Linked DNA regions of Mus musculus: all the other regions are linked to region 1. The links are chromatin contacts, called in public promoter capture Hi-C maps. All regions are on one chromosome and are shown on one strand. The core of a region is the stretch at or near the end of the contact, and the rest is flanking DNA. Distances in the headings are between cores, read along the strand shown.

Region 1 (3,877 bases), core at 785-3,284:
TGTGCATCTGTTACTCTAGCACTGAAATGGAGGACTACAGAGAACTTCTGGAGTTTGCTAGCCAGCCGCTCGTGCCAACCAGTGAGCTCTAGGTTCAGTGGGGGATCTTATCTCAAAAAAGTAACGTGAGGAAGTGAATGAGGAGAACTCCTAGCATCAGCCTCTGCCTTCACGTGTGTGGCCACATGTACGCACAGAGAAATGTGTGAGAGCAAGATTTGAACATGGCTGAAAACTGAGTACCAGCATCAAAGGAGCAAGCGCTTTTGAGGTTTCCTAGTAGGCCAGTATCAGACACATCAGCTGTGTATTTAGTCAAGGTACTTGGATAGTTTCCACATTTACTGATAGAATATTCTCAAGAGAAGCGTGCTTGCTATACATAAAAACTGTCATGTTGCATGAGTATACGTACAAGAATGTAATGTGGGTCATGAAATGCTGTGGAGCCTTGATTTGAGTAAGAGCTGGAGAGTCTCCTCTGCTCTTACTGTGAGGATTATCCTATAAATGTTCTTACTGATAGTAGCAGACATTCTTTAGACATTAAAAAAAAACACTTTTATCTGTTATTTATTTATGTGTGTTTGAGTGTGAATGTACCACAGTATGAGTGTAGAGATCAGAAAACTACTATGGGAATCCCATTTTGCCTTTCATTCTGTTGATCCAGGAGACGGATTCAAAGGGTTGTTTAAACTTGATTAGTTATTGGAATTTCAGCACTTGTTGTAATTTCTATCAGGACAGAACTTGGTTTACAGAATTGATGTCAACAGTCTCATAGTGCAGCTAGAAGATTGCCACTAGCACTTAAGTGTGACCTTAGTAAGTTTTATCAATTCTGACAGTTTCATCCCTGTGAGAAAGGGATAGTTATTTATCTAAAAGGATGTGAGGATGAAACATTCGTAGCACCTGCTGCCTGAGGTATGTTTTCTATTACATAATGTATCAATGGAAAAGATTTAAAATTATAGTGTGTATTGGCACTGGATTGTCTTAGTGGGATTTAAGGTTCCCAACTAATGTCAGAGTTAGCATATAATTACGAAATTAGTTTCCTCCCTTCACACATAATACCCAATGTACTATAAAACATTTCCTCTTGAGCACATTTGGGGAGCTGGAGACAGGGTTTTTTCTTATGAAATCCCTGCGGTCCTGGAACTTGCTCTGTAGACCTGGTTAGCCTTGAACTCTGCCTCCTAAGTGTTCAGATTAAAGGCATGCGCCACCACCCCAGGCTCTGGAGCACATTTTACTAACACCGCTGACCAGATACCGACAGATCAATTTATCGCGTTGATTCTAGAAAGCGTTTCCACAAACACTGTTTTAGAGGATGGCCGAGCGTGCAGTTGTGCAGTCAGGACTTAACAGCTCTTAAAGCATGGTTGCAATGACCGGAAAAGGCGCGCAACCCAATTAGTTCAACTCCTCTTTTGGATTCCTTCTGCCACGCAGATTCAACCCTGGAACTCCGTTCCACATTAAACCGAATTGCCTTGATTCGTTACGAAGGGTGGAGGGACAGCTCTAGAAATCCAACAGTCAGGGACGAGCAGCCGTGCGGTCGCAACCTACCGGAGGCTACTGTGGCACCCCCCACCCCCCGGAAGTTTTTGAGGCTCCAGTTACTAGGTCTGGGAGTCACCTTGACCCTCCCAGAAAGGTGGGGAAAGTCCTGGCCGGAGACAGAATGAGTGAAACCAAAGACAGAGAACACTTTCGTGAGCAGAAGACGCCCTCACGTTTTCCTGTTCTCAGAGGTATCTAAAGACCGAGAGTTTAAGGGTGACAAGAGCAGGTGGCAGAACTCCGCCCCGTACTCGCTTCCCCACCTTCAGCGAGCACGCTGCACACTTTCCTTGAGATCCCGCCTCTCAGGCGCGCGCGAAGAGTTGCTGCGCAGTGCACGCTGGGAGTTGAAGTTCAGGAGTAGACAGCCATCCCGGGCTAATCAGTTGTGGCCTACAGGCCCCATGGTGCCGTGCGGCGCAGGCCGCTCCCGGATGTGTGCTTGGCGCCGGAAGAGAAGGCGGCCCCCCTCTCTCGGCCCGGCCATCTTGTGGGAAGAGCTGAAGCAGGCGCTTTTGGCTCGGCGCGGTCCGCTGCAATCCGTGGAGGAACGCGCCGCCGAGCCACCATCATGCCTGGGCACCTACAGGAAGGCTTCGGCTGCGTGGTCACCAACCGATTCGACCAGCTATTTGACGACGAATCGGACCCTTTCGAGGTACTGAAGGCAGCAGAGAACAAGAAAAAAGAAGCCGGCGGGGGCGGCGTTGGGGGCCCCGGGGCCAAGAGCGCGGCTCAGGCCGCGGCCCAGACCAACTCCAACGCGGCGGGCAAACAGTTGCGTAAAGAGTCCCAGAAAGACCGCAAGAACCCGCTGCCCCCCAGCGTCGGCGTGGCCGACAAAAAGGAGGAGACGCAGCCGCCGGTGGCGCTTAAGAAAGAAGGTAAAGCCGGGCGAGGCGGTGGGGAGCCCGGGCTGGCGGGCAGGACGGGGGCGTGCGCCGCCGCTTGCTCGTGCAGGCGGCGGGGCCGCAGAGCCCTCGGAGCCCCTTCACGGTGCGGGGAACGTGGCTGGTCCCAAGTCCACGCCGCTCTCTCGGTCGCTTGCTCGCTCGCAGGCTCGGCGGGAGCCTTCCTTCCCGCCTCGGGCGGACGGAGCGTGCTCCGAGAGGGCGGCCCGGGCGTTCCCGCCGATTCCTGCCGGGCGCTAGCCTCCTGGCTCTAGGCGCTCGGGAAGCAGCGCGGGCATTGCTTCCTGCCCGGCGGGCTCCTGGCTGCCGCTGCCTGCTGTGGGCTCCTGCCCTGCCATCTTGTCCCACAATGGCGCGGACCCTCAAGGAAAGGCCCGGGCTCAGAGTTTCCACTTGGGCTGCGTCTCCGTTTGGGGGTCCCTGTTAGAGTGGAGGGAGGGAGGAGTTGCTGTTTGGGTCCCACGTGTGTGTTTTGTGTTGTGCCCTTTCGCTCTTACGTTAGAAGAAGTTCCTGTAACTTACTGGCGAGAACTAAAGTGTTGGAGAGGAGAAGAATTTAGCCCCACTCATTTTAGAGGGAGTTCCGAATAAAAAACTGGTCATTAGTGGAACCCATCTCATGTCTCCATCTCTTCTTCCAACTAACTCCCTGGAGCCCCCAGGTCATAGGGCTTTGCTTGTTCTGGGCCTCGTGGGCGAAATGAGTGCCCAGCCTGTCATGTCCCGGCAGCAGAACTCAGGCTGCAGCTTTTCCTCCGCACGTGCGTAAAGCGTGGTCGGGTCTTCATTGGCGGCTAATGGTCTCTTCAAGGGCACTAGAAGTTTCATAGTTGTTTTGATTTTAGCATTCTTCTCCATTACTGGCTTATTGTGGATGAAAAGGCAAAGCAATTAGGGGCTAAAAAAGTGAAAAATCAATAGCGAGTACATATAGAATAACCTGTGAATCTTTAAAATTGGTATTATGTTAAAGTGCCTCTCAATGCCACGTGCTCATGAAAGGAATTGTTTCTCATTAGATTGTGTTAGGTTTGAAGTTTTTTGGGGGTGGTGGTGTCTTTCAATGAAGGCTTAGAGTAAAACATCCAGTTCCTAGTAGATTTATAAAAGGGAAGAGTTCTATTAATATATTTGGAAGCATAGTCTGGAGTGTTAGAAAACATCACTTGGGCAGAAGTACTGAGCGGATTAAGCTTCTTGACATTACATAGTTGAATAAGACATTTAATTTCTGTGTTAGGGACACTAGATAGTGTTATTTAAACTACTAAAATTTACCTCCTTTATGACTGTAATTCACAGAAGTACATGAATAAGTTGAGTAAATAAAACACATCACATAGATGAACTCAAAAAATGGTCAAAACATGAAGCATGATTTTAAA
Region 2 (3,877 bases), core at 484-2,983, 4.4 Mb after region 1:
GATTTTTGCACAAGGAGTCTTTGTGGGCACAATGGCTTCCTCACTGGTTATTTCCCTACTATTTTTTCACACCAATATTTGTATCACAGAGTAGGATTCATTCCTTTCAAAAGATCTAAGTGAAAAAGGTTCCAGAATGTGTTAACTGGTCATGCAAGTTCCATTTCTCCCCTTCCTTTCAAACACCCTATACGGGACAGCTCCACCCAAGGCTTCCATATATGGCTGTAGCCACACCAACCCATCCTCATTAACAACCGGGGACCTACTCCTGCCTCACTAACCATACCTCAGCAAATACCCACCACCAGAACAAGCCAAACAAAACTAAATAGATAAACACAACTAAGCTCCTTCCCTTACATTCACACTTCACTTCCAAGTTGTAAAGTTTAAAAAGTTGAATGAAGAAATAAAGAGGAACACCATCATCTGAAATCATCTTTTTTGAAAGCACTTTCAAGCTAGCCTTCAATGATTCTAATTGTCATCCACTTCTTTAACCTATTACTAATAAACAATACGCCTCCCGTTGGGGGCATAATCAGACTGTCCCAGGGGACCCAGCGCCTGCATTAATGAAGCATGTCTGAACAATCCTAAACCCATTATTAATCTCAGGCCACTGGAGCTCTAGGTCAAACACACCTTGACACTACACCCCATTTCAAAGACTTTCACGGTCTAGAGTTCTGTACCTTCTGATCACCTGCCAACTTTCTAGTGGCCCATTTCAGAAAAGGGAGGGAGGGGCGCTCAACTGTCCCGTTACCAAGGTAACTGAAAACCGTCTGACTGCCCAGCCCCCAGAAGACGGTTTTGTTTGTTTGTTTAGGGATTTTGTATTTTGTTTTAGTCTTTTTGTTTTTTACCTTCAAGTCTTTCTTAGTAACGTCGGTGTGGGAAACAGCTCGAATGGTCCCCGACAGCCAGGGCCACTCGGCAACGCGCTCCAAGTCCCAGTTGTCCTGGCCGCCTTCGTTGCCTTCGGCTGCGGACAGACTGAGGAATCGCTTCCCCACCAATACTGGCCAACTTTCTCCGAGCGTGAGCACCATGGTTTCCACGCCAGCAGGAAGGGCTCCTCCCTGCAGAAGGCACAAAAACAAAATGCGATGGGGGGCGGCCGAGGTCGGAGGCGGCCCGAAGAGACGAAGCGCCGACAGGGACCGGTGGAGTGACACCCCCGCAGGTGGACTCCGCGCCCCAAGCTGCCACCCGCGCCTCCCCAACCCCCCAGCACTCCCCCCCGCAAACACCCCCCCGAGTGCCGCGTGACCCTCTCGCCCCAACAACTTTCGCTTTTTCCAAACCTTTCAAAGCTGGACACTGAGAGAGAGAAGGGAGGACTGAGCCGCGGCGCCAGTGCTTTTGCCTAAGTGTTCGTCCCCTCGCCCTGTTAAAGAAAAGGCTCCCTCTTAGTGCCTAGGGCCCGTCTCAGCGACCGATCCCCGCCCCGAGCGGCCTCGGAGCCGCCGTGGACTCGCTCGCGACTCGACACTTGCCGCGCCCCCGCCCCCCGCTTCCGGGCCGCCGACTCGGGCGCACCCCCGCCCGTCCTGAGCCTTGAACCGAGAAGACGCGGCGACCGCCCGCGCGGGTCCTTCACCCTTCTCCCTCTGTCTCCCGCAGCCGAGGCCCGCGGAGCGCTTACCCCGCCTCCCGCCTCCCTGAGTCACCCACGACGGCGGCAACAGAGCCCAGCCGCCCAGCCGACTCTAGCTCTGACTTGGTTCAAGAGCTCTCTCTCACAAGACACGCACAGCCTCCCGGACCCGCCCCCTCGGAGCCGCTGCCACCGATGATTGGTTGAGTCGCGGGGGATAGGCGGGGCAGCCTAGGAAATTCTACGTTCCTATTGGTTATGCTGAAGAGGGCGGGGTGAGGAAAAAAAACAATTCCTTGGCTGCCTCCTCCCTTCCCCCCGCTCTCAGCAACGACTCGAAGCCGATCCCCCATTAAAGCGCGCAGAACGCGGTCGGTAGATCCCTCCGCCGCAGCTCCATTCTTCCATTTGTTGCCTCGCGCTATGCAAAAAAGTCCCGCCGAATCGGTTATCGACTTTGAGGCCAGAAAGAAAATCGCACAGGCTCACAGATAAGACTGAATGGGGAGACCCAGGATCATGAGCGCCTATTGGATTGCACTTGAAGCGCGTAGGCTGTCGAGCGAAGACCGACCTTCCACCAGGCGGAAGAATCTCACGGGAAAGGGGCGGGGGCGGTGCACAGCCTGCGGGGGAGGGACAGCACTGGGACGTGCGGTTTCAGGCGTACGCAGTTAGAGGGGGAGGAGCGACTAGGCTCTGGGGGCTCCTGCGCACGCGCCAGAAGGGGCGGACTCTTGGAGCTTGGGCTGATGGGTGAAATGGCCGCTGGAGGCGCAGGCGCACGTGGTACTGATCATGACTGTCTAGGTCCGCCATTTTGAAGGATAAATGAAGAAAGGCATTGAGTTGCTGGAAAACGATGTTCATTAAATCTAGAGGCAAACCATCTATTCAAAACTATGTGGGATGTAGGTTTTTTAAAAAGAAAATGTAAAGTGGATATAAGATTTTTGAAACAACAAAGAAATTGAGAAAGTAGATGGAGTTGATGATAAAAGTGATAATGAAAGAGGTGACTTTGAAAGACAAAGGAGAGAAAAGATGGTTTTATGGTTTGGACCAGAGGATTCTTGGTTGAATCAAAAAATGAAATGAATAACTGAAGACTTCTTTATGAAGCCTGGTGCTTAATCTAACATCACACTTAATCTTTATTATAAAATGAATGGAAATTTAGTTTTAATAGTGTGAAAATGAGAATTCAGAAAAAATTCAAAATGTATAAGGGAATGCTATACAATGCAAATTAGTACCAGATGTTTATTTTGAAAAATATTTGGTTTGAATGTATGACAACAGAATGTTAAAGATTAAATAATGCTGAAGTTGAATTAAACTGAATTGGATTTATTATATTCAAACCATTAAGAGGTGGGAAATGGAATGAAGGAACCTATCCACTTCATCAAAAGGCAGAAATGGAAACAAGAAAAACAAAAGGAAGAAGAAGAAATTATGGTTAAAAATAAAATGACAGGAATAAGTCCATTTATATTTACAATAAATATAAATGGGTTAATTTTATAAATAAACATGGAGAGGTACTTAGTATTTAAAAAAATTTTTTTGGCATAAGAAAAGTACAGCATAAGAAACTTGAAACTATTAGGGTAAAATTTTTATAAGACTAATCAAAGGAAAGCTACATTGGCATCTTGTACAGTTATACATTATTTAATACGAGGGATATATTCTGATAAAAGGTTGTTAGATGATTTCATTACATTGATAACATAGTGTCCTTACAGAAATTACCAAGTCACTGAGAAAAACTTATGGGATCACCACTGTATATATCACATGTCACTTGCCATAATGTTGTTATATGGTATATGACTAAGAGTAAAAGCATAAAAAGAAGAAATATATTAATAAAGGATTGGGTCTATAAAATACATTATTGAACTATTCAAACTGAAGATATGAACTAAGTTAATAGTACTAAACAAGAAAGTTTTGACAGCTTATAATCACAGTAAATGCTATAAATCCATTTATCTCAGAAATAAGCAGTTTAAATTTTTAAAATGAGAGAATGTGGAGGACTTAGATCACATAACACATAATTTGGAAAATAACAGGCATAAATTCTACTAAAACAAAAGACATTTTTGTTTTAGGCATAAATTCTACTAAAACACACACATGACTTTTCTGTTTTATTCATGATTCCAGAACCAAGAAAAGTTGGAGAGATATCCAGTGTACTTTATGAACTTACAAAGTCCTATTACTAAATCTGAACAACAACAACAAAAAAACAACAAA
Region 3 (3,877 bases), core at 900-3,399, 4.2 Mb after region 1:
TGTCCTCTGGGAAAGGGGGGTGTTCGGTGTCTTTAAGCCCTGAGCTAGGACCACCTTGGATTGACTGCCTTCTACTTCGGTATGCACTATTTTTTTCTTAGCCTGAAATAATCTGGTTTGTCCACAAAATGTCAAGTACCAGCTAAGCAGCTCTCTTTTTATCCTTTTCTGCCCTTTTCATTTCTGCTCTACTTTGGTTGTGTTTAGAGCCTAAGATCTTTCATCTCACATCCTATGATCTCCACTGTCCTTCTAGAAATATCTGAAAACACAGAGGGGCACACTGGGAATCCCAACACTAGAAAGATGAAGACAAGATTATAAATTCAAAGCTGGCTTGGGCCACACAGAGAGATTTTACCTCAAAACACCACAAGCAAAAGAAAACAACCAATTTTAGCTCACATATATTCCAAGAATATCTATATCTATCCATATATGTGTGTATGTATATATGTAATATATATATATATATATTATATATACACCTCACATATATTCAAACCCTTTAATCTCATGAGTCAAAATTCAACAGATTTTCTCACACCCCACCTTATTCTGTTAGCATCAAGTATACCATCACCATCAATTCAGTCAAATAATCTTTTCGCATGAAGCCATCAACATGTTTTGCATATATTTATACAGCGTTCCAAAGTGACAGCTGTGTCAGAAGTTGTCAGACTCCTTTACCAGGGAGGAGCAGTCACCCACAACTGAAGTGTTTGGGAAATAAAGGTGTAGAGGAAAGGAGAGGAGAGGCAGGGCTAACACTGCCTTAATCTCACCTGCTACATCCTCATTTCTCCCTGACTAATAAATATCCCTTTAATTTCTGTTCAGCCCACAAAACTGACAAGGGCCCGGACTCTTGAGTAAATCCATAATATTACAAGTCCTTTATCTCTCATTCAGAAAGAGTCAGCATTGTGGCTCCAAGGTACCAGACCTTTAGTGTTATTTTTAAAACACAAAACTCTTTCTCAGAGTTAGCCTTGGCATCTGTGGTACAAGACGTAGGGCCACTGATGAAATAACGTAGGCAAAACACCTTCTACGGAAAAGCTGTTTTCTGAAAGGATTATTAACAAGTACAAACTGGACTAGGTAAGTAACTAGCAACTCGACATCTGCCCGGTCGGACTGTACAGAGGCTACAGCAGGGACGCTGAATGGTTTAAATCGGCCGGCTTCCTAGGAAGAGTTTAGAAGAACTGCCTGCCCACATCAGTCCAACTCTGAAGTTGCAGCAGCCGATGATGTAGAAACCAACCCACAGCTAAGAACGTTAAACTAAGAACCATCAGGGAGAAAAGTCTGCGAGGCCGAAAACTAGACAAAGTCCTGCGCAGACCCTCGTTATCACTCGCACACCTGCGGCCCGCAGGACCCCGCAAGACCCCCAGCCCCGCCCCAGGCCACCGCGTTTCCGGGCGGGTCGCCGCGGCCTGGGGACCAGCAGACGCAGCGCAGGGCCCCGACCCCCGCGCGCCCACGCGCCCGCCCTCACCGTGGCTCTGCAGGATCTCGTGCTTGAGGCCGCCGGTGTAGTCGATGAGCTCCTCCAGGCCCCGCTCGCACAGCTGCCCGTAGCCCGAGAACTTGTGCAGCACCTTCTCCAGCTCGCGCTCCACCGTCACGCACTGATCCATGCCGGAGACCGCGGCGCTCGGCTCCCCGGCGCCCGGGGGTCCGCAGTGGTTCGGCCCGGGCCCCACCGAGGCCGCGTCCTGCTCCTCCTCCCCCAAGGCGGCGAGCGGGCGGCGCGGGAGGCGAAGGCAAGACGGGCGCGCTAGCCGCGGCGCCGGGGGAGCCCCGCGCAGCCTGTGCCCTCCCGCCCCATGGCGCCCCGGCCCCGCCGCTCGCGCTCGCTCGCCCGCCCTACCCGGCGCCGCGTCTCGCCCCGGGCCCCCCTGGCTCGCCGCGTTCGGCCGCCCCTCGGCGGCGCCGCCGATTGTTTTTGTTTTCACGGGAACCGGCCGATGACCTGGTTCTCCCGGGCGGCACCAATAGCCGCGGCCCGGGAGGGGGTCGAGCCTCCCTCACGAGCGGAGGAGGCGGCGCGGGCCGTACCAATCGCGGACTCGGCGAGGGGTCAGGGGGAAGCAGCGGGCGAGCACGGGCGGAGGGCGCGCGGGCGTTCTGAAGGTGTGGGCCGTACCACGCGGGAGGCCGTGAGGGAGCGCGGCGAGGGCGGGGCGAGGGCGGGGCGAGCGACGCAATTGGCCCGCGCAGCTGAACAGGGAACTTTAGCGATAGCGTCAACTACGCGGCCGGTAAACAAGAGGGTGGAAACCGTCCCCGGATGCTCCGCCCAGAAGCAGAAGAGTGACCAATCGACGCGGGGGTTAGGAGCGAGACAAACATCCTCCAATCCTGGGCCGAGGCGTAAAACTTCAGCCAATCCAGACTGAGGAGCCAAACCAATGCGCTCGCTGTTGGAGGGGGGTTGGCTTGAAGAGCGGAGCTTGGCGCTTCTACTGGGAAGCCGCGAGGGGAAACATGACAGCAATTAACGGGGCTGTTTTCTCCAGGATTTCGCCCTGATTGCAATTTGTGTTTTCTCCGCATGGAATTTTGGCCGGAGTTTCGACTGAGAGGCCCACCTCCGGGGCCAAAGGATGTCTGTCTGGCCGCCTAGTGGCGGAGGGCCCGGGCGGGGTCACTAACCCGATGGAAGGTGGTAGCTCTTAGAGGGATGGCCCGCGCCCAGCGTTGGCTCGTTCTTGACGCCCCTCGGCCTGCAAGTGGCCTTCCCTGTCGCCTTGTCCACGTGCTGGGCATCTTGGCGGCGGTCACGAACACGCGTGGGCGAGCTGAGCAACCTGGCCCTTGCTCCTTGCCCTTACCTTGGCGTAGGGCTTTTGCCCTGGTTTACCACGGGGTTCTGGCCTTGGCCTGTGCCCTCTTGCTCACCAGGCTTCTACCCTACTAGCTTTTCGTCAAGTCCCTGCCTCACAGCCTGGGCCTGGGAGAGTCCGCCTTCCTGGGCCTGCAGTTGCCAGCTTGCTTGCCTGCTCATAGCATTCCTACTTCCACCATGGTTGTATCACCTCTGCCTCCCCGAATTTTCTCCATCAATTCATTGTATCTCTTACAGCACAATTTTTTTTTTCTCTCACACATCACTTGTCAAAGTCTAAAATAATAATTGTTTGGAGTTTTGCTTGTTTTGGTTGCACCACTTAAGTAATACTATGAAGGGTAACCCCTTTTGTTGTGGCCTGTTTGTTTCTAGAACACAGCCAGCACCCTGGTGGACAGTCTTTCTTTTCCTTTAATTCAGGTGGTAACCTTTTTAAAGTTCAATTTCCGTTTTTATAATGTGGCAGCTAGTGGGCGGGTGGTTATATATGATGGCCTTTAGTGGTCCTGGATATTTGGAAGTTCAGCTGATGGTATTTCAGGGCTCCTTTCTGTCCCTCATCACGCCATTTGCTTTTAGTCCTCTTTCTTGGCAGATGGCCCTGATTCCTACTTCTCGAAAATAAAAAACCTTTTAGCTCCATCAATCTTGCCATTCTCCTCAAAAGGTTTTCTAGCTACCATCCATTTTGTGAAAATACTCAGGCATCCAAAAGAAGAAAGGGCCCTCTTCCTTTGTAAAACAAGCCCGAGGGTGCCTGGCATCATCTTACTGCTGTCTAGAGCGTCCTTGCCTGGCTGTACTTTAGTTCTTCCTGCTTGGGGATGGAGTGGACCTGACTTAGCAACCTTCACTTGACCCCTCTGAAGCTGTTTCCTTCTTTAGCTGCCACACTGCACAGACAAACCTTGTTCTTCCCCTTGAACCAAGGATCTCCTTGATAGTTTCAGTCACACCCACACTCTCTCTCTCTCTCTCTCTCTCTCTCTCTCTCTCTCTCTCTCTCTCTCT
Region 4 (3,877 bases), core at 959-3,458, 4.0 Mb after region 1:
CCAAAAGTGCTTACTGATGACCTTTTACAGAAAATGCTTGCCAGCCCCTGCTGAGTCTAATAATAGGATGGTCAGAGTGCTTGGCAATATTAAACAGGCCAGGAAGAGCTCGTACACTCCTAGGCTCATCCATTTGTGCCATAAGCAATGTGAGAGACCAACGAGAACGTTTAGAGACTGAATTAAGGGGGTGCTAAATAAACAAGGGGAATGGCATTGAAAATAAAGGTGAAGGGCTACCCAGATGGCTCAAAGGTTAAGAGCTCTGTACTGCTTTTGCAAAGGACCTGAGTCAGGTTCCCAAAACCCACATCAGACCACTTATAACCAGACATGTCTCCAGGGGATCTGATGCATCTGACCTCCTAGGACACACACACATGGGCACATACCGTCTCCACACAGAAACACACTACACGCAGGGCGTGGTGGCTGGCACACACCTTTAATCCCAGCACTTGGGAGGCAGAGGCAGGCGGATTTCTGAGTTCGAGGCCAGCCTGATCTACAAAATGAGTTCCAGGACAGCCAGGGCTACAGAGAAACCCTGTCTCGAAAAGCCAAAAAAAGAAACACACTACACACACACACACACACACACACACGATTATGAGCAGATCTTTAGGAACACCACGTTTCTATTTCTTTGTAAGTTTTTATGTAATACAGAATATTTTAAAAATAAAATTAATAAATATTTTTAAAGGGTAGAGGGAAGAGAGAAAGTCACTCACATAATAGCCCATTATATGTTGTCTAATTACAGCACAGACCAAAACCTCAGGTTCTCTCTTGTCCCTGTGTTATTAATAAGCGTGGAATCATTAATGGACTGCTTGTCTCTGTGTGAAGCCTTTTACGGACGGAGTTTATTAGGCAGTCGGGGAGTGGCAATGCTTGGCAACGGAAGCAAGTGCAGCCTGTTGACTTACACAGTAGTGTAGTATTAACCGGAAGCAGGGCCTTTAACATGGTCCAGTGGGTGAAGGGGCTTCTAATTCCAGCACTTGGGAGTCTGAGGTAGAAGGATCCTGTATTCCAGGCCAGCCTGGGAGTAAAGCAGTCTTCGGCTTTAAAAACCAAAGACCCTAGTGGAGCTTCCTGGCTCACTCGTTAAATTTCAGCCCTTGCGAGACTGAGAGATGATAGAAAGGGATTGGTGAAGGCGAGTGGAAATGAAGGGTAGACAGACATCTCCTGAAACAGAACTGATCTTTAATCAGAACTGAAGGGCTGCAGTCTCTCAGGGAAGTGAGACTATGCCCAAGTGGCACGTGTTGGGGAGTAAGGGGTTGGGTTTTGTAGGACTGAAAGGGGGGGGGGGAGGCGGAGGGAGGGAGCTTTGGGGTTGGAAGATTCCATTTGCAGGTCAGTTCCCCTGCAGTCAGGAAGTGGGAGAGGCTAGCGGGTCTGGTATGTGGATCTCCTTATCAGAAGCTTCAGCAGTCAACAGTCAACTCTGGGCTTCTCAGTCCATCTGAGGTTTTTAAGTGATTACTTCAATCCATGCTTGGGACCAGCCTGAGCTAAAGTAAGACCCTATTACACATGGGTCGGTGTGCTGCCAAGCCCCAGAAGCTGAGTTCGACTTCTGGGGTGCATAAGGTAAAAGGAGCCCCACCCTCACTCCGCTCCACACAAAATAATGACCATGTAAAGAAAACTAAAATATACTTTAGTAGTACCTGTGTGATGTTGTATCTATGTAATAGGAGCGTGTATGGTGAGCATACCGTGTGTGTGCTTTGAGGAATACTATGCACGAACGTGTATAATCTAAGAGGGAATTTATGGACTATGCTAGCTAGCAACGTACCATGAGCAGGGATGGTGCTTAATATTTAGTCTTAATATAAGAGCACAAGAAAGAGGAAAGGCAGATGTGCGTTTCTTAGATATTTTGGCCGGTGGATCCATACATTTCCAGACTCACTTTGGCTTCCGGGCTGAACCTCGTCACTAGGTTTCTTTCCTCCAATGGCAAGAAGGACCGACACCCAAGCTCCTACCCACACGGACAGAGCCGGTTAGTCCGAAATGGCGGGAAGGGGCGGAGCACACATGGAGGGCGGGGCTAGAAAATTTCCCGAGGGCTCGGCCGCCCTGCTGCGCACGCGCACCTGCGCGCCCCCGCCGCCATGGCGCTGGCGCTGTCCAGTCAGCCGCGGGTGGTGGCGGCGACTTCCCCTCAGGAAGTCAGGTCTCCGCCTCCTCCCCCCCTCCCACCCCGCCTGCTCTGCGGCGGAGGCGGCGGCGGCGGCAGCGGTGTCTCTGCCTCTCCGCCACCTCCACCGCAGCCTCTGACCCCCGGCCGGCGTTGTTGGCGGGGAGGGGGACAGTAGTTGTAGACGCCCGCCCCTGCCTCAGAGAAGGTGAGTTCCCGCCCGGCGGCGGGGGCGGCCCGAGCTCCAGCCCTCAACTCCCGCGGCCTGGTGAAGGCCGAGCGCCCCGGCCCCGCCCCGCCGCGCCTTCGAAATGGCCGACGAGAGCCGGGCGCGGCCCCCCTCGGAGCGCCTGACTCTCTCCTCAGAACCCCTCAGCATCCGCGGCGCCATGGCCGAGGGACCTCACGGCCTGGCGAGGAAGCCGAGGTCCGAGGGGGCTAGGAGAAGAGGCGGCCGAGCCGAGGGCAGTGGGGGTTCAGTGAGGAATCCCCGTCCTCCAGCGACCCCGGGAGAGAGCAGCCTCGGTTTGGTGCAGGAGCGTGGACAGGAGACTTCCCAGCAGGCCACTTAGCGACAGGCATGAGTGGGGAATTAGGGAGCTCTGGACAGGAGGGTGGGAGCTTCCAGGTTTCCTCAAGGAAGAGGAGAGGTGAGGTGGAGGGGACGGATCACCCCGAAGCTTTTCTAGGCTTCTGGATTGCCAGGAAGACGAGTTAGAAAAAAATGTCCAGACGTCTCTTGACCGTAGTAACCCGAGTTTTAGCATTTTTTGACCAGTGTGAGAGTGGCGAGAAGCAAGATTTTATTCCAACCCTACTGACTAGGAGCAGAACTGAGCTGTGTTCTGGAGTGCTCCGAGTGACTTTGGCCTTTAAAAAAAAGTGTAAGGAGAGAAGGCCTGAAGTAGACAGGAGAGGTGAAAACTCCCCAAGGGTTAGGCATTGCTTCTGCCGGCTGAGAACTAGGAAGTTAGGCGCCTCCTTCATCCCAGTTACATTTCAAAGAATTGCTTCTATAGACTCTGAAAGACCGCTGAGCTGTGGGAAATAAGCTTAAAATGAGGGGATAGTTAGAGTCTTTGTTGGGCGTGGTGCTGAGCGCCTTAAATCCCTAGCAGTGGAGGGGCAGAGGCCATCCTGGTCTACATGAGAATTCCTAGCCAGCACGAGCTATAGAGTGAAACACTACCTCAGGAAAAAAAACAAAAATGGCCTGGGACCGGGCAGAATTTGTTAGCTTTTTAAGAGTGAGCTCTACTGTGGGTAGAACTCCTTAGACCCCAGCATCACAAACACGGAGGCGTGTCATCTGTTGAGGGCTAAAATAAACAGTAAACCTGACAGCCAGAGCTTTTCCTTAAAGTGTGGCAGGGGTGTCCCAGGCACTTGACACTGGGCACCGTGTTAAATTGTGATTTAAGTCGCTTTTTATGGATGGAGGTTTGGAGAGTTTTGACATTCTCACCAACACATTTACCAAAACACAAAAGCTGTAGACTACCCCAGTAGATGTGTGTGTGTGTGTGTTATAGGTACTACACACCTGAGACAGCCTGCACCTGTGAGATAAATCTTTAAAGCAGTTTTGGAAATAATTTTATATCGTGGCATTTGATTCCCCACTGCAGAAGAGTTCAGTAAAACACCAAGAAACAGAAAAACTATTTTTAGTACTTTTACCTTATATTGCTCCTTGTCTCCAGTGTGAAAGAT
Region 5 (3,877 bases), core at 523-3,022, 3.9 Mb after region 1:
ACCCCTGCCCATAAGAAGGGGAAATCTGACATTGACCGAGAATCCTAGTTTCCCTTTCCTTCCCTTTGGCCTCCCCTGACCCTGGAAATGGAGCCCAGGCCTATCCTAGGCAATTACTCTGCCACTAAGCTCCACCTCCAGGCCTGAAGTTGTGGCTTCCTCCTCCAGGTCTGTGACACTTGTGGGTCCACAGTGAGCTGACACACACCACTCTGCTGCCTACAAATGCACGTGCATTCAGCTTAGAAGCAAGGCTGTGCTAAATTATCAACCAGGCAGGTCCCACCTTTTGACATTGCAACATAACTTTGCTATCTACAAAGTTCAGGCCTCAGAATGGTGCCATCAAGTTATAAGAGCAAGAGATACATGAAATCACATAATGTTTTAAGTAAGCTTAGAATTTTGTTTTGGGCCTCCCTATTCATAGCTATTCTCAGTCACATGCATTAGACATGCCTGAAACCAAGAATATTATCAAATAGAACCAGGGTGGATAATGTAATGCTGGGCAATGGGTATAAACAGAAATGACGTTAGGAATCTGGGACACAGGAATCAGCCCACATAGGAGTCCATGACATGGGACATAGGCACAGCTGCTCAGAAGGCAGAAGCAGGGCCAGGAGGTCAAAGGCTTAGCAGTGCCTTCAGTAACTGCAGGGAGTTCTGGAATGCTGTGAACAACGTTAGAGCAAACTGCCCTGAAATCCTTGCTGCATAAGGATTCTGGACCTGACTAAAGGAAATGCAGCCAGGGAGTTCTACTGATCAAAGGGCTGGGGGTGCTGGGACAGGGCAGAAGCAGGTGGAGCTATGAGGAACATTTTTCCAAAGCCCTGTCCTTGGTCCTCGGTAGAATGGACCACATGATACCCGGGCACTGAGGTGGGGATTCTGCAACCCAAGAAAGACATGAACAAGGCACAGAGGTGAAGAAAGCCCGGCTTGAGCTAAGCATGTGCCAGAATAAGAAGATGGCTTGATTAGCAAACAGTCCCAAGCTTCTCACAGGATTAAGGGCTGTCGGTCGGTTCTGAAAGATCACTTCAAGGGACAGCGCAGAAAAAGCTACAAGAAACAGCTAACGACTTTTTTTTTTTTTTTTTTTTTAAGACTGTTGTGTCAGGGCTCTGGACTCAGATCTCCGCTGTACTTTACTGTGATAATTACTTTTTGGAACGTTTCTGGATTTTATTCCAGAGCGGAGACAGGGCAATAACCACGATAAATAATAACAGTAATCCCGCCTTTGGGGCGGGATTCGGCGCGGCGGTAGCGGAGGTGGGGAGGCATGGAGTCTCGCCCCTAGTGGTAGATCACTACTCCTGGATTGGAGTTTAAAGCAAGGCCTGGGAGGGCGGGCGGTGTACACCCGCTGGCGAGCTCGCCGAACCCTAAGACCCCATCCCTACCCTCTGAACACAGCGCACTGTCCTGAGTTTCCGGGTTACTCCCACACTGCCGAACCCTGGCTGCAGGAGAAAAACATGAGAAATCCTCCACCCGCGCGGGCTGCTAGGGCTATTGGGGCTGCTGCCATCCTAAGGCCCCAGCTGGCTTTAAAACGGTGGCCCGGAAGCCAAGCTGAGCTACGGGACCAGGACAGCAGCCAGAAATCTGACGTGTCACCGTGGAGAGCGCGGGGTGGGGGGCACGCAGCAGAGAACTGGGCGAGGTTACCGTAGGGGCGCGGAGCTGCCTGGAGACCCGAGTCCAGTGGGCGACGCGCACAGCTCTGACTTCCCTGAGCCGGAGGTTCTGAGTTTAAAGCCAAAGCTGGGGAGGAGCTCCTACAGAGGGCGGAGGAGGGGGAGTGGAGAAGGGACTTCGGGGAGGGGTAGAAGACAGAGCTTGGAAGACAGGAGTAGGGGGGTCGGGTGGGGGACAAGGCAGACACCGGAACACTAGCCTTTGTGTTCAATGAGTGCCTTTCAGACTCTGGATTCTCTTTTAGACTCATGATCTTCGCTGAGACTCGATAGAATAAAAGACGGTGACATTTTGTTCTGTTTTTATTTGTTTGTTTACTTATTGAGAGACCTGTCTCTATGTAGCTCTGGCCACTCAGGAGATTGTATGTAGAGCAGGCTGGCCTTGAACTCACAAAGAGATCTGCCTGTCTTTGCACATCCCTTTCCTAACTCCTCCACCGAGTGCTGGGATTAAAAGCTTTGTTTTGTTTTTAGATGAGAAATCAGAGGGCAATGTGGGAAGAAGGACTTAGCCTTCCACCATTCCATCCTTTGGCTTTCAGGATTCTGGTTTACATAAATCCAAGAGCCTGTGCTAAAATCCACCAGATGGGTGCATCATTTAGCTAAAAAATTCTTAATAGAACAATACTATCTATAGAAGCGTAAGTCTGACTCAGTTTCCCCCTCCCCTTCCTTTTCTCTATGTTCTCCCCCCTTCTTCATGGAAGCTGGTTATACAGTAAAGGATGATCTTGAAGTCCCGATCTTCCATCTCCATCTCCTGAGTGCTGACATTACAGACTTGTGTTACCAACGGCTTATGCTGGGAATCGAAGCAGAACTTTGTGTGGGCTCGGCAAGCACCTTACCAGTGGAGCTGCAGTCTCAGGCCCTAATTTATTTTTCAGGGAGGGAAAAAAGCAAGAATTTGGGGTATTTTTTTCTCCAAACATGATCAAATGTCCCAGGATTTACATTCACGCTCCAAGATAAACATAGGTTTGAAGATGGACCAGACAAGTACAGTCTAAGATTTATTCTTAGCCCTGGCCTTGGCCTGGTCTTTGCCTGTCTCCTTCCTCCTCCTGAGGCCTGTGCTTATTCAAGTTGCCTGCCGTCTAGTCCTCCCCTACACAGGCCATCCACTAGGCAACAGTGTGTGAAGCTGCCCCTGAGTAGCCAGCTCAGTCTCCTGGTAGAAGGCACTGAGAGACTGTCCCTGCTCAGGATATGGGATAGGCCTTCTGAGTACAAAATGGGCCAGGGACTTGCCATAGAGTTGACAGAGGTCAGAGGCACCAACCTATTGAGGGATACAGGTCAGCCATGGACCTTCTCCAACGTGTTTCTGTACTTTCCATGAGGTGCATTTAACCATTCAGAAGCCAGGAAAACTGGGACTCACAAAAGTCAGCAGTGTTTGTTACAGTGTTCCCAAAGAAATCGCATCCAAGGACAGCCTCCCTGCCTGGCTCAGGCAGGCCTACAGGACAGCACCACCCTGGGGCCCAGAGGGAGCCCAAAGTTCTTCTGTGAAGTGTACTTTGACTTCTCACCAAGGAGAGGAGCTAAAGGCTGGAGACAACTAAGTTAATCATTAGGGGTTACTGCCTCTGGGGTGTTCAAGACAGGAACTCCAGGAAGAAGGCTGGACTTTGAGAGCAGGCTGCACAGTAAACTGTAGTATTCATATTCTATATTGGAGCCATAAATGAGTTTCTTCCATTTTTCTTGTCTTTTATCTATCTATCTATCTATCTATCTATCTATCTATCTATCTATCCATCTATTTATTAAAATGCAGTAATAATATCAAATAGTCAGACTAGAGCTGGAGACGGGAGCAGTTCAAAACACTGGTTGCTCTTCTGGAGTTCAGTTTCCAACACCCACGAGGCAGCTCACAACCATCTGTAATTTTAGATGAAGGGGACCTAACTCCCTGTTTCGACCTCCATCAGTATCAGGCATGCAAGCATACCTGCAGGCAAAACACTCATACACATAAAATAATAAAAAATAAAAATATATTCTGACTAAGGCATTCTTTTTTATTGTTTATTTTATTTATTTACATTTCAAATGTTATCTCCCTCCCCTGTCCCTCCTCTGCAAACCCCCAACCTCTCCCCCTCCCCCTGCTTCTATGAGGGTGCTCCCCCACCTATCCTCTCACTCCC
Region 6 (3,877 bases), core at 620-3,119, 3.6 Mb after region 1:
ACATATTGCTATATCGTCAGTAGAGCACCATTCACCCTCATCAGAGAAGCGGCTTCTTGCAATAAAGACAGAAATTAACAAAGAGATCCTCAACTGAACAATATACAGAAAGTTGGGTACTCTGGAGCTCTCAGTCCTAAATAGGATATCTGTATCAAACCTCTCCCCACAAGGCTGTGTTTTGCACAGAAAAGATGGGAAGATTGTCAGAGTCATAGGTAGCAGGTAACTCCAAGGGAAGAGTTTCTTCCAGACACAACAGTACCAGTATACATACGAGCTTAAAATGGAATCTTTAAAAATAAATAAAAAGAGAAAGGGACCATATGAGCAGAGGAAAGTTCACATGAAGAAGCAATAGAGTAGCCATCTAACAAACCAAAAGGGGCCTCAGAAGAACTCGATTCTGATGGCTCCCGATGGAGGAATTCTAGCCTCTAGAACACATATGCTAGAGGGAATTTGCTATGACAGCCCTGGAGAATTAATATACAGGGCAAGAACTTCCGGTCCTTGGCTTTCATCCTAAGCAACACAGGGTAAGTTGAAGGTCATATCCTGCCCTGTAGGGAAGCAGGAAAACAAGGGACAAAATGTCTCATAGAGGAAAGGCTGAGTTCCACAGTGGAGGACACTTAGGAGGAAAAACGGGACTCCTCTTCGAATTTATTAAAACCATGTGAGTGAATCAGAGCAATCTGGGTGGAGCTGAGGAATACTAATGCCTGTGCAGTGTGTGTGAGATGAGAGAGGACAGGAAGACAAGGCGCTTTAGAGATTTGTTGTACAGAAGAGAGAAGGAATGTGGTGAGAACTAAAGGGAGAAATGGGTTTATAGGGATTGGGGCTGAGTGGAAATTAAGTGTGCTTCATGCAGATGGAGACCAGCGTACACAAACTGCCAACATCATTAAAAATCTTCCCAGTGTTTGGTTGGTGTTCTGAGTACACTGCTGAAGGATGCAACTTCTTACTCTTCCACACACCAGCTCTGAAATCTTCAGGGTATTCGCAACTACTTTAAGAGAATTTTAAACGCTTTGGTCAAACATTTGAACCTTCCCCACTTTGGTCGTTGTCGTTCTATTTCTCCTGAGGGCAGTGTAAAGCATGCCAAACCAACCGGGAGACTTAATAAATTTTTGTGACTGTGTGACCTTGTGCAGATTACTTCAAGTGCGCCAGGCCTGGGATCCTCCTTTATAAACAGGTTAAGAGGCGTTCCGGGCGCTCTGGGTTATCTGTTCTACAGATCACTGTCATCTCTATCAAAGCTGTAATTGTAATTCTTAATACCTTCCTAGCCACAAATTGGGCAACTCCTGAACTTCTAAGGACACATGACCTGTGCAGTCACTTTCCCCCAACTCTCATCCCTTCTTTCCAAATAAATTCGGCTTGGGAATAGCAAAAGCATCTATCCCTTTAAGATCAGCCACCTCCCGGCCACCCGGGACTCCTTTCCACTCTTCTTCCTTTCACAGGGGACGGTCCTCTTCACACTCAGAATCGGCCACGTACTAAGTGCCGCTTCCAACCAATCAAGAAGCAGTTAGCTCAGGCCTTTGAGGAGCATCCACTTTCACCAATAATCTCCAAGCTTTTCCCAGCGCCTCACTTTGAGGGGCGAGGCCAATCAGGGAATGGACCAATCCGTTCCAGAAGTGGCATTAGGGAACTGAAATGATTCACCAATCGCCTAAGAAGACTCTGGGGAGGGGCATTTCTCATTGGCCGTCGTTCCCGGAAAAGGGCCGGACTGCCACAGGGAAAACTACAATTTGATTGGTAGGTATAATGTTGACAACAAGGAACGCGTCTGCCTGGCTCGGAGTGGCAAGGCGCGCAACCAATCGCAGAGCAGACGCACGGAACCCTCGCTCAATGGGCGATGTCTGCACAAGGCTGTCACTCAGGTGGCAGTGGCTGAGACGTGGCCGGGCAGCTCTGCTGCTGCGGCGCGAAGTCGAGAGGCGGCGGGGTCCGTGGCGCGCGCTCGCAGTGCTCCGAGGCTCCGAGCGGCGAGACGGGCGGGCGCCGACGGCAGGGTCTCCATGCCCGCGCGTGGGGCGGGCCGCTGATGGAGCGCGCCACCCGGCCCGGGCCGCGCGCGCTGCTGCTGCTTCTGTTCCTGCTGCTGGGCTGCGCGGCGGGGATCTCGGCGGTCGCGCCCGCCCGCAGTTTGCTTGCTCCCGCGTCGGAGACAGTGTTTGGCTTAGGGGCAGCGGCCGCCCCGACTTCGGCCGCGCGGGTGCCTGCGGTGGCAACGGCCGAAGTGACCGTGGAGGACGCCGAGGCATTGCCGGCTGCCGCTGGCGAACCGGAGTCACGCGCGACGGAGCCCGATGACGACGTGGAACTGCGGCCTCGCGGCAGGTGAGAGGTTGGGAACTAGGGTCGGGGCACCTCTCGCAGGGATGCGAGTGACTGCGGACAAAGCAGAGAGCCGCGACACCTTCCTGTCCCACTCTGAGCGCCTGCCTGGTCCTGGCTGTGGGAGGGCAACAGCATCTTTAAAGGAGGATGAGGGATGCCTGGAGAATGCAACACCCGGCTTAGGGAAGAAAGTCACTTCCCCGCTTTCATTGTTTTCGGGCTTTAACCATATGCACTTTACACTCCCATTCCCAAATACTTGACTCGTTCTGTCCTGATTCTGTTGCGACAGGTAAAACGACTTTCAAAAGAGATGCCTACATTTATCCTTCAAATACAAGTCTGTTGTGGCTCCTGGTCGAGGGTTTTGATTTTCTGTTTCTCTAATTGAGATATGCGGGAACACCTGCATCAGAATTACCAGGGGGATGCTGGTTAAATGGACAGTTTTCTAGGCTCCGCCCCGGTTTTACTAAACCAGACCTTTTCTGGGTAAGAACAAGCACTCTCAAGAGCTCCGAACACACTTAGAGGTTAAAGTTTAAGGAGTGTGCTTGGGTTCTTTTATCCTAGCAGCTTTTTGATATTTAAAGGGGGTTAGCATAGTTTATTTCAGTTGGATTTCTTAGCCTTATAAACATACAAATTCAAGAGACAAGTTTTAAAGCAATTTTCAAAGTCTGCACAGAATGTAAAATACTTTAATAAAGTATTTTTCAGATAGCATGTGTGGAGAAAGTGGCACTATTTAATAGAAAGAATGCTAAAAGAGCATTAGGTAAATTAAGAGCTGCATCTAAATTAGAACATATCTAAGTTTGTAACATAGTAGTTATAGATTATAAAAAGTATCAGAACCTTGATCTAGGTACCCAGTGATTACCAGAAATAAACAGGGCAAGCCCTAAAATTCTCCATACACCATTTGAATAGTTATATTTAAGAATGTTTAAGTAATAAAGAATACAATTTCATCTATTTGCGAATGTATGAACTCTCCTAGATGAGTGAAACAGCTGTGAAGAGTAAATTACACGAAGTAGAGAGAACTATTCTGTTTTCCTTAGAACACACACCTGCAGCAGCAGGGACTTTCTAAAGCTGAGCAGAACCCCTGGGGTTATGGAGGTAGAGCAGGAAGCCTCTGCTCTTGGAAGGAATACGCAGTCAATCCAGCAATCGGGATGAAGCAGAAGGTCCTAACTGTAGGGCGGTTCAAATGAACAGTAGAAAGCAGTACAAAGGAACTGTCATGGGTGATGCACAGTTTGCTGGTGTATGCTGTGTAAGGCAAGGGATGAGGTAGGTTTATAGATAAGAAATGGCTGTGACAGAATGATTTGGTTCTTAAAAATGGGTAGAATTCTGATAGATGGTGGACTTAAGACAGCAAGAAGAATGGGGGTTGGAAATTATATTGAGACCATTTTGGGGAGCGTGTGTGCGTGTGTGCGTGTGTGTGTGTGTGTGTGTGTGTGTGTATTCTTCGCCTAACAGCATT
Region 7 (3,877 bases), core at 819-3,318, 3.5 Mb after region 1:
GGCCACCAAACCCACAACCCCCAACGTCCATATCAGTGTTCCCACTCCACACAACTTACTGACCACTGCCTAGGCAGCCCTCACTGTACCCAATGCTGAATGTATAGATAGCACTAAGTCTCCTCCCACAGCTCACAGGGACTTGGGCAAGAGAAACGCACAGAAAAACTAGAACATAGGTCACGCTGAAGTGTCTGGGAGTCCAGATCAGAGGGAGCTGGGTGTGCCACCTACCTATAATGCCAGCCCTTGGGAGGCAGAATCAAGTGGGTAAAGCTGAGTGGTGATACACACCTTTAATCCCGGCACTCGGACAGAAGCAGGTAGATTTCAAAGCTAGCACAGTCCACATATCAAGTTCCTCCCTTGAGATGTGCTAGCCAGCCAGTCAGAGGGGAAGGGAGGGTTTCAAAGCCAACCTGAGTTTCAAAATAGGAAGAGGAAATCGTTGTCTCCTAGTCTCCTTAAGAAAAAAGCCAAGGGAAAACTGAAAGTAGTAAAGTCCTTTGAATATGGCTGGAACATGAGGGGAAGGCTTGCAGATTTTAATTTAGTCAAATACATAACGATAAGGCAAAGGTCAAGGAGACGTGTACCACTAAACATTAACAGGATAACTAAGATAATGGGCTCTCCTGAGGTATGGATTTCATTTATCAATCTATTAAGTCACTTCACAAAGGCATTTTGAAATCTCTCTTTACTGTCCCAGTTTTACCCCTGTGGCACTGTGTTCCAAACACAGAGCCAAATTACACATTTTAAATTCATATTCATACCTCACACCTCTTAATTCAAGTATAAAATCCTATGCTAACTAGATGAGCAAAAAGCTACCCTAGAACAGAAGGGCATAAGAGCCCTGCCTGAAACAAAAATGGTGTTCTTCTATAGAACAGGCAAGCCTGAGGTTATCAGACCCGGCCCCGCCCACTCAGGCCACCCTCACCCTAGGCAGGAAGATAAAGCTCTAAGAACAGTGTCTTTGCAAAGTAACTTTGGGCAGCATAGCTTTAACAAGTGAAAAGAATTCCCTTTAACGAAGATACGGATTCTGATAACGCGATCTAAGAAATAGAAAACAAGACCAGGAAACTTCACCACAGGGCAACAGAAGTAATACAATTAAGATAATTAACCTGCTACATACGGGATAGCAAACCCACCTACACTAAGAGTCCACTCAGAGCACCACACCAGCCACTTAACAAATGTGGACACAGCCTTACTAACTTCAAAACATCTGGACCCCTCCTAAAAAGCAGCACCTCCAGATGTCTGGCCACCCGGCCCTGTCAACAGTAACCTGATGGCTTCTTTGTAAAGACAGCACTCTAGCTCCTCAGCGGGAGGAGCTGAAAAGCCTGTTTGGAGTAAAATTTCAAAACACTTTGCAAAACAGCCCTCCGCTGGCTTCGCGGTAAGTGAGAAGTGAAGAACAGCAGCCTCGGGGCTCACCATTTTCAATGGGCTGATTAGGAGGCACGCATTAACAGCCTGACAAGACTCTAAAACAGAGCACAGCCAGGCTCTACTGTGCACCCAGTTCCAGCCGGACAGGGAATCTTTGTAGAAAAGGCTCCAGTTGGGGGAAGAGTTGACACCCACCCATTCGGGGTCTAGAAGGCCTTTCAAGGGTTGGGAAGAACAGCGCGAATTCGGGTACAAGGCTCATCCTCTCCCCTCTCTCGCAACCCTCGCCCTTTCAGGAGTCAGGCGCACCCTGGCAGTGCCCTGGGCGCGCAGCACGAAGCCATCACGCCGTCACCAGCTGCCCACCTTCACGTGGTTCTCCACCGCCGTGTGGCTCGCCAGCTTCTTAGCCTCCTCGGCCTTGGACATCGTGGAGGGGGCCGGGCCGCCCGCGCTCGAGCCTCCCTTGTCGCCGCGGGTCTCCGAATGTGCACGCCCCGGCAACTGCACGTGGGAACCCGAGAGGCCCCAGTTGTTCCCGCCCCCGCCCGAGGCCGCGCCCCCGGCCCGCCCGGGCAGTGGGGCCAGGACCCGCCCGTAGAGGGTGCTGAAGGGCCCGGGGCGCTGCATCCCGCCGCCTCGCTCCAGCCTCTCCGGCCGCCCCACCCCCAACTCCTCCGGAAACCCGCTCGCTTGCGCAACCTGCCCCGCGCGTATTACTAAATGCGTGTTGCTGGGAAATGTAGTCCTACGGCGACAGTGGTTCCTAGGCCCTTCTGCATTCGGGACTACAAGTCCCACAATACGATCGACCCTAGTGTGCAAATCGCCCGCCTTGACTCCAGACTTTCTGTCCGGAAGGTCCGGGTAACTGCTGTCTAGGAAGCTAATAACTCCCTACCTTGGGGTCAAGTGTTTACACCTTTAGGTGAACTCCAAGAACCTTTCCGGCTGTACGCGTATTCTAGAAAAAGAGAGAGACACTATTAAAAACCTGACCTTGTTTGCCCAGCAAATGAGAACGTTGCTGTGTTGTAAGCGAATCCTCAGGCAAGTGGTTCTACCAACACAACGGCCTTTTTTTAAAAAAAATCTTTTAATTACATTGTATTATTTAGGTTGTGCTTGTGGAGGCCAAAGAACAACTTGCAGAAGTCCGTTATCTGACCGTCTTGGTAGTGTCAGTCAGTACTTTACCGGCAGAGCCATCTTCTTACAGTGCTCTAGAGTCACTCATTGATGACACACTTGGGACTCCCAGGTCTTCTGATGTCTGTGCTAGACCTTCACAAACCCAAGGTTACAAGTTCAATCAGTAACTCCCGCCTTGGACATTGTTCTGCTCTTGGTATTGGATGCAGGGTGTCTAAATGGAGCCCGGTCACGAGCGCACAGGCCAGTGTACCTTATCGGGCTTCCCCTTTTCTGCCTTTAGTTTGCTGCAAGTTCTTGGTCTCATTCAGCAGTCCCAGTGGCCTGAACTCACTGTAGAGTTCAGTCCAGGCTGGCCTGGAACTTGGAGCATTTTTCCTGATATGGGATTACATCACCAAATAGGTCTGGAAGTCCTTTTTGTTGTTTTGTTTGTGTGTTTTGAGACAGGATCTCTCTTTGCAACCATGGCTGTCCAGGAACTCTGTAGACCAAGATGCCCTTGAACTCACCGAGATCAGCCTGACTTTCCTTCCCCAGAGCAGAGGTTAACGGTGTGTGCCTGCAAAAGGCATGTGCCAGCAACCCCCAAGAGCTAGAATGTTCCAGGAACCCTTAGGAACAATAAAGACCGGTCACAATGCTTTTTTGCAACTTTTATAACCTGAGTTTTATCTTTATCAGACTGTAATCCTGCCCAAGGCACTCAGAAACCACTCGATAGTCTCCTTTACCAAAAAAAAAAAAAAAAAGAAGAAGAAAATTCTTCAGCCACCATTACAAATGTAACTTCAGGACCCACCATAATCAGGTGTGCCGCTATTGATTGGACACTTACATGAGACTCCCTCTTGAGGAGACCACATCCATACAAGGGTAGTATCGTAGAATTATTATTGTTGCTGTGATGAAACACCATGACTAAAAGCAACTTGGGGAGGGCAGGGTTCATTTGGATTATATGTCCTGAATCACAGTGCACTGAGGGAAACAGTGTCAGGAACCTGGAGGCAGAGGTGCTGTTTACCGGCCTGCTCCTCACAGCTTACTCAGCCTGCTTTCTTGCAACACCCAGAACCACCAGGACAGATGGAGCCCCACCCACCATGGGCTGGGTCCTCTCATACCAATCACTAATTAAGAAAATGTCCTACAGGCTTGCCTCCAGGACGATCTTATGAAGTCATTTTCTCAGCTGAGGTTCCCTCCACTCAGATGGCGAGCATGTGTCAAGTTGACATAAAGCTGCAAAACAGATAGTATCTCCCTTCATATTAACCCCATCTTTAAATATGAAATAAAACCCCTTTAT

Evidence for each region. Promoter capture Hi-C pulls out the DNA fragments that hold promoters and counts their contacts.
Region 2: a promoter capture Hi-C map of pre-B cells shows a contact between it and region 1, with 3 times the contacts expected there. The contact joins the promoter of Kdm3a here to the promoter of Serbp1 in region 1. A contact is called at or near these places in 2 of 39 promoter capture datasets (cranial neural crest and pre-B cells).
Region 3: a contact with region 1 is called in a promoter capture Hi-C map of pre-B cells, with 2.9 times the contacts expected there. The contact joins the promoter of Rmnd5a here to the promoter of Serbp1 in region 1.
Region 4: a contact with region 1 is called in a promoter capture Hi-C map of pre-B cells, with 4 times the contacts expected there. The contact joins the promoter of Krcc1 here to the promoter of Serbp1 in region 1. A contact is called at or near these places in 1 of 39 promoter capture datasets (pre-B cells) and 1 of 484 Hi-C or Micro-C datasets (pre-B cells).
Region 5: a promoter capture Hi-C map of liver shows a contact between it and region 1, with 4 times the contacts expected there. The contact joins the promoter of Thnsl2 here to the promoter of Serbp1 in region 1. A contact is called at or near these places in 2 of 39 promoter capture datasets (liver and pre-B cells).
Region 6: a contact with region 1 is called in a promoter capture Hi-C map of pre-B cells. The contact joins the promoter of Eif2ak3 here to the promoter of Serbp1 in region 1. A contact is called at or near these places in 4 of 39 promoter capture datasets (cranial neural crest, maxillary cranial neural crest, pre-B cells and 1 more).
Region 7: a promoter capture Hi-C map of pre-B cells shows a contact between it and region 1. The contact joins the promoter of Rpia here to the promoter of Serbp1 in region 1. A contact is called at or near these places in 3 of 39 promoter capture datasets (cranial neural crest, pre-B cells and second pharyngeal arch cranial neural crest) and 3 of 484 Hi-C or Micro-C datasets (CD4 T cells, neutrophils and uterus).

The regions. Positions count from the first base shown.
Region 1 is chr6:67,264,945-67,268,821 of GRCm38.p6, forward strand. Serbp1 (serpine1 mRNA binding protein 1) reads left to right here and starts at 2,035. Exons shown (of 8, transcript NM_001113565.1): 1 at 2,035-2,465. The coding sequence starts at 2,153.
Region 2 is chr6:71,631,184-71,635,060 of GRCm38.p6, forward strand. Kdm3a (lysine (K)-specific demethylase 3A) reads right to left here and starts at 1,734. Exons shown (of 27, transcript NM_001038695.3): 1 at 1,655-1,734; 2 at 1,314-1,396; 3 at 873-1,088. The coding sequence starts at 1,058.
Region 3 is chr6:71,438,488-71,442,364 of GRCm38.p6, forward strand. Rmnd5a (required for meiotic nuclear division 5 homolog A) reads right to left here and starts at 2,150. Exons shown (of 9, transcript NM_024288.2): 1 at 1,511-2,150. The coding sequence starts at 1,652.
Region 4 is chr6:71,269,469-71,273,345 of GRCm38.p6, forward strand. Krcc1 (lysine-rich coiled-coil 1) reads left to right here and starts at 2,209. Exons shown (of 3, transcript NM_001354706.1): 1 at 2,209-2,372. It overlaps Mir8112 (microRNA 8112), which reads left to right and starts at 2,203; the gene lies at 2,203-2,333.
Region 5 is chr6:71,142,608-71,146,484 of GRCm38.p6, forward strand. Thnsl2 (threonine synthase-like 2 (bacterial)) reads right to left here and starts at 1,773. Exons shown (of 9, transcript NM_001033929.2): 1 at 1,684-1,773.
Region 6 is chr6:70,842,646-70,846,522 of GRCm38.p6, forward strand. Eif2ak3 (eukaryotic translation initiation factor 2 alpha kinase 3) reads left to right here and starts at 1,870. Exons shown (of 17, transcript NM_010121.3): 1 at 1,870-2,376. The coding sequence starts at 2,081.
Region 7 is chr6:70,790,107-70,793,983 of GRCm38.p6, forward strand. Rpia (ribose 5-phosphate isomerase A) reads right to left here and starts at 2,069. Exons shown (of 9, transcript NM_009075.2): 1 at 1,780-2,069. The coding sequence starts at 2,043.